Linked DNA regions of Mus musculus: regions 2 and 3 are each linked to region 1. Evidence: chromatin contacts called from public Hi-C data. All regions are on one chromosome and are shown on one strand. Each heading gives the region's core, a stretch centred on a gene start, on an enhancer-like site or on the middle of the called end of the contact. The rest is flanking DNA. Distances are from core to core; before and after follow the strand shown. Region 1 overlaps Dytn (dystrotelin). Region 2 has its middle 95 kb from the start of Gm35803. Region 3 has its middle 16 kb from the start of Mettl21a.

The links. A called contact is a pair of places that touch in the nucleus more often than the background predicts.
Region 2: a contact with region 1 is called in a Hi-C map of the N1E-115 cell line, with 9 times the contacts expected there. The contact joins two enhancer-like sites. A contact is called at or near these places in 2 of 484 Hi-C or Micro-C datasets (the N1E-115 cell line and bone marrow-derived macrophages), 1 of 115 datasets of contacts at active chromatin or transcription factors (embryonic stem cells) and 1 of 9 other capture datasets (embryonic stem cells).
Region 3: a Hi-C map of forebrain shows a contact between it and region 1, with 4 times the contacts expected there. The contact joins two enhancer-like sites. A contact is called at or near these places in 2 of 15 datasets of contacts at CTCF or cohesin (large pre-B cells and pro-B cells), 20 of 484 Hi-C or Micro-C datasets (the AML12 cell line, B cells, the C10 cell line and 15 more), 5 of 115 datasets of contacts at active chromatin or transcription factors (embryonic basal ganglia, embryonic forebrain, embryonic stem cells and 2 more) and 1 of 9 other capture datasets (embryonic stem cells).

Annotation. Positions count from the first base shown.
Region 1 is chr1:63,667,143-63,669,842 of GRCm38.p6, forward strand. All of the region lies in intron 6 of Dytn (dystrotelin), which reads right to left. Among named protein-coding and RNA genes, the nearest start is that of Dytn, 18 kb to the right of the region's middle. Within about 2 kb of position 1,394, at least 30 of the 459 cell types and tissues checked have an H3K27ac peak or open chromatin away from gene starts, as enhancers often do. A contact at or near this core is called in the N1E-115 cell line and forebrain, where this site is marked.
Region 2 is chr1:64,372,840-64,375,549 of GRCm38.p6, forward strand. No RefSeq gene overlaps it. Among named protein-coding and RNA genes, the nearest start is that of Gm35803, 95 kb to the left of the region's middle. Within about 2 kb of position 1,337, at least 34 of the 459 cell types and tissues checked have an H3K27ac peak or open chromatin away from gene starts, as enhancers often do. A contact at or near this core is called in the N1E-115 cell line, where this site is marked.
Region 3 is chr1:64,631,924-64,634,787 of GRCm38.p6, forward strand. No RefSeq gene overlaps it. Among named protein-coding and RNA genes, the nearest start is that of Mettl21a, 16 kb to the left of the region's middle. Within about 2 kb of position 1,513, at least 10 of the 459 cell types and tissues checked have an H3K27ac peak or open chromatin away from gene starts, as enhancers often do. A contact at or near this core is called in forebrain, where this site is marked.

The DNA.
Region 1 (2,700 bases), core at 144-2,643:
TGGCTCGATTGTCGTGCTTTCTTGTGGTCAGCCACAGTCACCACAGGGGTATTAACTAAGGGACTAAGAACCTCTCGTGATTTCCAAGATGGCGACGCATTTGGCTCTGTGTGCACATCTGTGTGCACCCGTCACCTTCATTTATTCCCATTTGGACAGGAGTCCCAGTTTCACATCTGACGTCTTGCCCAGCACAGGCAGCCAGGCACACTGCCTGCAATCTCAGAAGTAATTGCAGAGACCCCCTGCGGAGTCCATCAACTCAGATAAACACCCTCCTAATCAGGAAAGTGGCACTTAGAACCACTTTGCTGACAATTAGCCAGACAAAAGTCAACAAACATTTGCTTACTCGTAACAAGATGGCTTGTATTTTAAATTGTTAATAACCCTGTCACCAGTAGAGCATAAGCATCTACTCCCAATGTTATTTAGTCAAAAACCACAACAGCAGCAGCAGCAGCAGCAGCAGCAGCAGCAGCAGCAGCAGCAGACTCATTTCCCATCTTTTGCCCTCTGAGTTCTGATGAACGAACTGGGCCACTCATTAAGAGCATTGCTGACCCAACCTTCTTACTCTGGTGTCCTTACCCCTAATGAGACAGAGAGTCTCAATTCGTATGTAAAACATGAGTGCTCAAAGACTGAGTGAGAGTGTCAGCTTGTGATCCTGACACTGTAGTTGGGATTCCTACTGTAGTGGAATTTAACCTGATGCTTCCCCTTTAAATATCTACATAAAGATCTTCTTCTGTGGATGAATTACCTATTTGGCTAATTTCTTGCAGGTGTTCTATGGAGAAGAATTAAATGTAACTAGGTGGTACACTGGCACAGGCAGGATGGCATTCTGAACGATAATTAGCATTCCTAAGGGATGATTTGAATCACATTGCCAGGACTGGAATTTTCTATTGGAATCTGTCTTGGATCTCATAATGGAAGCCAATGGGATGATAATTTGCTATGCAAATCACAAAGCTGCTTCCCACTGGCCCTCTCAGAAGCCGGGCACTGCATGGTCGGAGGAGGGAGGGGCAGTGGGAGCCAGCAGCTCAGCAGCTCATCGACCTTGATTGAATTTGAAACCAGCGGATTTTTAAAATCCTTTGAGACTAGAGCTAACTTGAAGCCATGAGTGGCAGTCGGAAAGTCACAAAGACTTCTAGAGGAGAGAGAGAAAATGCCCCTCTACCCAGGTCCTTCTATCAAATCCACTTTGAAACTGGCTACTGTTATCAAGTCTGGTGGAACAAGTGGATGAGCAGATTAAGCCTCTTCTGGCTTTCTACTTGCTTGCGTTCTGAGACATGACGTTGTTAAGGATGAACGTCTGCAATGGTGGTTGCCTGAGACATGCCTCAGACAGCAGAAAAACTGCAGTAGGATCTATGTGCTGTTGCAAGCACTGGAAGGGCATTAAAGTATTAATACCTTCACCTGGCATATTTTGAGTCATGTTGTATAGCAGAGAGCAAAGCAAATCGCATAGCAGCTAGAAGCTGATGATTAGGCAGAGCTGCATTAAATCAGGACATCATGAAAACTGCCCCGTATAATATTAGTTTGCTTTCCTTTTGCTGTGATAAGCACCACACTCAAAGACGTCTTGTGAAAGGCAGGTTTATTTGGCTTACAGGTCCCCCTGTTCACCGTCTTCTGTTGAGGGAAATCAGGGCAGGAACTCAGACAGAAACAGAGGTGGGAACCATAAAGGACCACTGCTTACTGGATTGTTGCCCATGGCTTGATCTGCCTGCTTTCTTATTCAATCCAGGACCACGTGCCCATGTGTGGTGACATCTACAGTGGGCTCTTTCATATTAATCGTTAATTAAGAAGAAGCCCTACAGATACACCACCAGATGGAGACATTTCCTCAATTAATGTTCTCTCCAACGAATCCAGTTGTGTCATGTTGATAAAGAGCTCACCAGCACACTCTTTCTTTCTCTCTCTCTCTCTCTCTCTCTTTCTCTCTCTCTCTCTCTCTCTCTCTCTCTCTCTCTCTCTCTTTCTTTCTTTCTTTCTTTCTTTCTTTCTTTCTTTCTTCCTCCCTCTCTCTCTCTCTCTCTCTCTCCCTCTCTCTCTCTCTCTCTCTCTCTCTCTCTCTCTCTCTCCCTCTCTCTCTCTCTCTCTCTCTCTCTCTCTCTCTCTTTCTTTCTTTCTTTCTTTCTTTCTTTCCTTCCTTTCGGCTGAAAAGAAGACTTTAGAGGTTCTCATTCACTAGCTGCAAGATAGCCAAATTCATTGTGTGATTCCCAGCAGAGACGAGGGAAGCAGGCATATATCTGAATGATGAAGACCCTGCCCAGAGCATGGACCTCTGCCCACTGCCTCTCTGGACATTCTCTCTGTCCTCCATAAAACCACACTAAACCAATGAGGCAGATTTGAGTCAGAGAATCTCCTCAGCTTTCCTCAAAGCTGGCTTTGAATCTGTTTCTTTCTAACAATCTCTCTGTCTTTCCTTGTCTCTCTACCTCTATCTTTTTCCCTGTTTCTCTGTCTCTCTCTTTTAAAATAGTAAGCAATATGAACTTTAGAGTCCAGTAACAAGAGAAAAAAAAACCAAACAAACAAAAAAGCCAGGATGTTTGTGAAACCAGTTGGGACCAATGTCAAGATGTATGCTAAGTGTCCTTTGCTTGTTTTAACATTTCTGTACAATTAGGTTTTCATAATTGACATTTCCCACTA
Region 2 (2,710 bases), core at 87-2,586, 710 kb after region 1:
AGCTGGGCGTGGTGGTGCACGCCTTTAATCTCAGCACTCGGGAGCAGAGGCAGGCAGATTTCTGAGTTCAAGGCCAGCCTGGTCTACAAAGAGAGTTCCAGGACAGCCAGGGCTATACAGAGAAACCCTGTCTCAAAACAAACAAACAAACAAAATTCAAACAAATATGATACTGAATTCTCTGCCACATGCAGATAAATATAAGGCACTTTGGTGCTTTTAACACAATCCCAGAGGGCCTCCTAGAGGAGATGACTTTTAAGGTAGATATGATCAGAAAAGCAAAGTGTGGCAGACAATCTTAGTAAGCATGAAGATAATCTAGAAATAAAGGGTCAGTGACGACATAGGACATGGTATGATATGGGTGCCACCAGGCTGGAGCACAAGCTCCATCAAGGGAAGAATGAAAGAATGCACAAGTTTCAGTAGACTTCAGGAAGCCTGCTGATGCGTGGAAGAAACACAGATACATTACCTTTGGCTCATTCTTCAGAGAAAACTGCTAGGAAAACATCTTTGTGTTCAGTGTGTTGATGATAAAGTAACCAGGTTGTACAAACCATGACATGGACTCAGGTATTCCATCATAAACTAAAAACTGTGTCTCTCTGGTCCCTCCACCACTAGCAGCTTCAGAGTCACATACTAAAGCTTATGTCCCAATGGGATAGAATCTGGGAGGTAATTATGCCTAGATATAGTCTCGGATATAAGACTCCAGTGTGCGAATAAGACTCTGATAAAAAGAGGAAAGGCCAGGAAGATGGCTCAGTCAGTAAAGTGCTTACTTGCCTTGTAAGCATAAGGACCTTAGGTCAAATAATCCAGAACTCAGTCCAGTTATGGGGGTCAGAGAGAAGCAGGTTTCTTCGCTCTCTGGCCAGCTAACTTGGCCATGGTAAAGTTCCAGACCAATCAGAAACCTTGTCTCAAAAGGTAGAAGATGATGCAGAAGCAATACCTGAAGTTTCCCTTCAACCTGTGTACATGTACATACACACACACACACACACACACACACACACACACATATGCGCACACATTATACACAGATGGGAAGAGATACCAAAGCTTCCTCTTCTGCCATGTGATCATATATTGAGAAGGTAAGCCAGAAACCAAATGAGATAGCAGCTGATCTGAGACTTTCAGACTCCACAACTTGAGAGAATGTTTCTGTTGTTTAAGCCTAATCTCCAGGGGGTTGTTGCCATGCTGTGAGACTACTAAAGTGCTTCTCTTTCACTCCCGTTAGTCTTAATGTGGTGACTCAGGCTGGTCCTTCTGTCTGTGGCTTCAGCCTTCTTACTCTATTTGATGACCCCACATCCTTGCTTACATAAGTCATCCCAGCCATTACTAATGGCTTGGTCAGTGGCATCCTGAGTGACCTGGAAGATTATGATTAGGACATAGTAAGTCCAGGACTAACAAAGTCAGGGCTCTTCATAGTCTATTTGACTGATCTGGTGGAAGAAGGCTAGTAAGGATGTTGTCAGTAACAAAGCAGGAATAAAGCACGCAGGGAGTGGTGTTCATGGACAGACAGTGGGAAGAAGGGGAGGAAGCCCCACCCACAGAGCAGGAAGGTCAGAGATGAGAACAGAACGGATGGCACAGAATATCACCTTCACGGGTGAAGTGTTCCAGAGCCAATCTGACAAAATAATGCCCGAGAATTTCCTGTTTGAATCTGAGCTGCTCGGCTCCAGCAGGAAGCAGCACCCTATTTTCATATAGTCACATTTCTGCCACCCACGTGGCCTGTCAACCCTTGAAAGTAATACTTCCCACCCACCCACCCTGTGGAAATCTGCAGACTTCCCACAGGGCAGTTTCCAAATACCCAAAGCCCCACTCAATCAGAGTAGCACATGGCCATACATATTTAGGGATTTTAATCTTTCCACATAAATCACTCCCTCTGGCTACTTAATCATGTGTGACAACTTGCAGTGACTGCATCTCGTGCTCTGACTTCCCTGAAAGGTCTTGCAAGCTAAGCAGGGTTAAGCTGAGTCAGTAACTTGAATGAAAGGCACAAGATCCACACCGGAAATGCACGGAACGAGTCAACAAGCAGCACATCTTTCAGAACTGTGACCTCTCGCCACCAGGAAGTGGAGCTCTGGGTGACTCTAGAAACTATGTGACAACAGCTCACGGTGTCCTCCTCGCCTGTGGAAACTGGCCTCTCAGCATTAGCCCACTCTGTGGGTCTGTGCTCCTGTACTGGCTAGTTTTGTGTCAACTTGACACAGCTGGAGTTATCACAGAGAAAGGAGCTTCAGTTGAGGAAATGTCTCCATGAGATCCAGCTGTGGGGTATTTTCTCAATTAGTGATAAAGGGGGAAAGGCCCCTTGTGGGTGGTGCCATCTCTGGGCTGGTAGTCTTGGTTCTATAAGAGAGCAGGCTGAGTAAGCCAGGGGAAGCAAGCCAGTAAAGAACATCCCTCCATGGCCTCTGCATCAGCTCCTGCTCCCTGCCCTGCTTGAGTTCCAGTCCTGACTTCCCTGGTGATGAACAGCAGCATGGAAGTGTAAGCTGAATAAACCCTTTCCACCCTAACTTGCTTCTTGGTCATGATGTTTGTGCAGGAATAGAAACCCTGACTAAGCTCCCAACTCTTTTTGGAGGCAATTTGCCTTAATCGGAGGTATCGTAAAGCCAATCAAGCAAGGATGGCCCAAGGACTTTGAATCCAA
Region 3 (2,864 bases), core at 263-2,762, 960 kb after region 1:
GACATTCTTAGGAGTCACAGTCTCACAGCAAACTCCCTCATCCTCTGGCTCTTACAGCCCATGCCTAAACCACATACACAAGTGAGTTTATACAGACTTAGGGATATGTGTGTGTGTGTGTGTGTGTGTGTGTATGGGGGGTGTGTGGGTATATAACTTTATTTTCAAACCTTATTTTTAATGATGGTTCTTAAATGCTTTAACCTCCCTTGTAATCCAACACCCACCAGAAGTGATGCAAAAAAAAAAAAAAAAAAAAAAAGGATGCAGGGATGGCGGGGGGAGTGGACAAAGAAAGGTTCTTTGGAACAAATCTCATCTGTGTTGTCTGGAAATCAGAAGTTCAGTTTGGTAGAGTTGGAATTGCAAACACGAATCAGCAATCCGCAACGGTGGCAGAGACAACCAAGCTTCAACTGCAGTCAGCCCGGCAGGGGACCTGGGGACCAGTAAGCATTGCACAGCTAGCTCTGTAAGCAAACCTAGATCAGCCTCTGTCAGTGTCTGTCAAGTCCTATTTATACTCCCTCCAAACATCACATGTCCTCCACAGGTCTTACTTCAGCATGGGCATCAGCAAGTGCCTCTGTCTCAGCTGACATCACTCTGCCAATCAGCCCCAGTCCATGGAAACAGCAAGAAGCTGCAGCACACCACCAGAAGGTTTTGGTGTCTTTCTCTCTATGGAGTCCCAGCAAACGCAGCTCAACTACACAATGTAAGGCAGAGCAATGCGTGCTCGTGTCATTAGTGAGGCATCCCGTCCTTTCATGTGCTTGCTTTAGCAGAACATCCTTTCACCTGTGTCTGCTGCAGCTAAACGTTCCTTCATGTGTTTGCCCCAGCAAAACACCATCCAACCGACTTTCCAAAGAACCCTTAAGTTTCCACTTCATATACTTATATGTATATAGCAAAACAAAACAAAACAAAAAGCCACAGGTTTGGAAGAGAGCAAAGAGAGGTATATGGAGGTTTGGAGAGAGTAAGGGAAGGAAGGAATAAATGATGTAACTATATCATAATCTCAAAAAAATTAAAGAGAAATAATTAAAAATAATACTAAAATAAAAAGAGGAGGAGATTAAGAAACAAAACAGCCAGTGCTTGGCACCCAGACACTTCGCTTTGTCTGGGAACTCCAAGCTAGCTCTGCCCTGTTAGCCCAAACATCACGGCTGCTCTCCACCTACAAGAGGTCATTTGTGTCTCTTCCTGTTTCCCCTCATGCTGTGATGTCTTCCAGTCTCGGGCCTCTCCACTCCTCGAAGCAGAGTGGTATCCAGACAGTGGGTAAAGGCAAGAAATAGCTGATACTCAGGAAGATGAACTCAGGCGGCAGACAGGAGAACTTTCTGTGAGGTATTCCCTAATGCCTGCTTCAGTCAGACATGATGCCAGACACATGACCCACCTCATGCATGTTCACTCAGCATTTCTCTAAGAGAGCAAAACTGCAAGTTCCTTAATAGGAAATGTTTTTAGAAGGAACATATGGAGACTCCAAGTGGGGCTAAATATAAACCTGCGTTCACAGGGCTGAATCAGGAGCAAAGAAGGCTTAGAGAGAAAGAGCTGGATAGAGAAGCTTTCTCTCAAAACAGGCTTTTTCGTGGGAGTGCATGTGTTTTGCTGAATATGTGGATGTATACAACAGGAGAGGTACCTAGAATTAAAGGTGAAGAACCAAGAAAAGCATCTTCTGGAGCCAAGAGCAGATGTAATACTGATCACATCACAGAAGAGCTAAGGTTCCAGCTACTGGTTCCCTCAGAAGAAGCCCTCTTCCTTGCATTATGGGCTTGAAGCTGATCAAAGAGCCTTGGCTGTGCAGGGGCATATCTCAACATTACGACTGCCTTTAGTGATGTGCCTGTAAAGGCAGCCCCCAGGAGTGGGACAGAGAAAAGTGGACTGCAAATTTGAGGCCACCTTGGACCATAAAGTAAGTCTCAAGCAGTATGAGTTACAGAGCAAGGCCATTTCTCAGAGCGAGAGCAAGAGCTCAGTCCTTGTCACGTTAAAGATACTGCGAGCTCTCTCTACATTGTCAGTGATGGGAGAACAGTAATAGCAGAAAGAAAGCAGGCTGGGAGTGTAGCTCAGTGCCACAGAATTACAGCACTTGCATACCATGTACAAGACCCTAGTTTTGATCCCTAGCATTTTACACACACACATGCACACACACACACACATACACACACACACACACACACACACACACACACCACTAGCCAGCAGGAAACCTGCTTCAGTATAATCAGCAGATGCTTAGAACTATGAAAAGAATTAAGTCTTCTCTCTCTCTCTCTCTCTCTCTCACATGAGAGAGAGAGAGAGAGAGAAAGGTGAACTCATGAATTAGATACAATAGAGCAATTGTAGCAATATGCTCTAATGAAATTTACAAGAATATGATCTCTTTCAGTATCTGTACTACTATCTGTGCCTTCTATCTCAAAGGAAGCACTTTGTCTTCTCTTTGTCATGTCCAAAGTGCCACCATCACTCTGCGGCAATTACGCCACAATTATCCCATAAAACACGGAAGAGCTGACTCCCTGTATTATGAAACTATTTATTACACTGAATCTGATCACTGATGATTCCACGTTTCTGACAGTAACAGAGCCTTTCATGATCCAGTTGTATATCACTCAAGAAACTAAGAAGTGGGATGGATACTCATCAAAGATTGACCCAGGATAGTGGCTCCTAAGCTCACAGCCCAGGCCAATGAAAGTTAAGGGTGTGAACACGGGTGGAAGTAAGCAAAGCAGAAAACTTTATTATAGGAAAGTGAGAATTTCATGAAGAGAAACTCCTAAGAGTTGGAGAGGATTCAACGGAAAAAAAAAAAA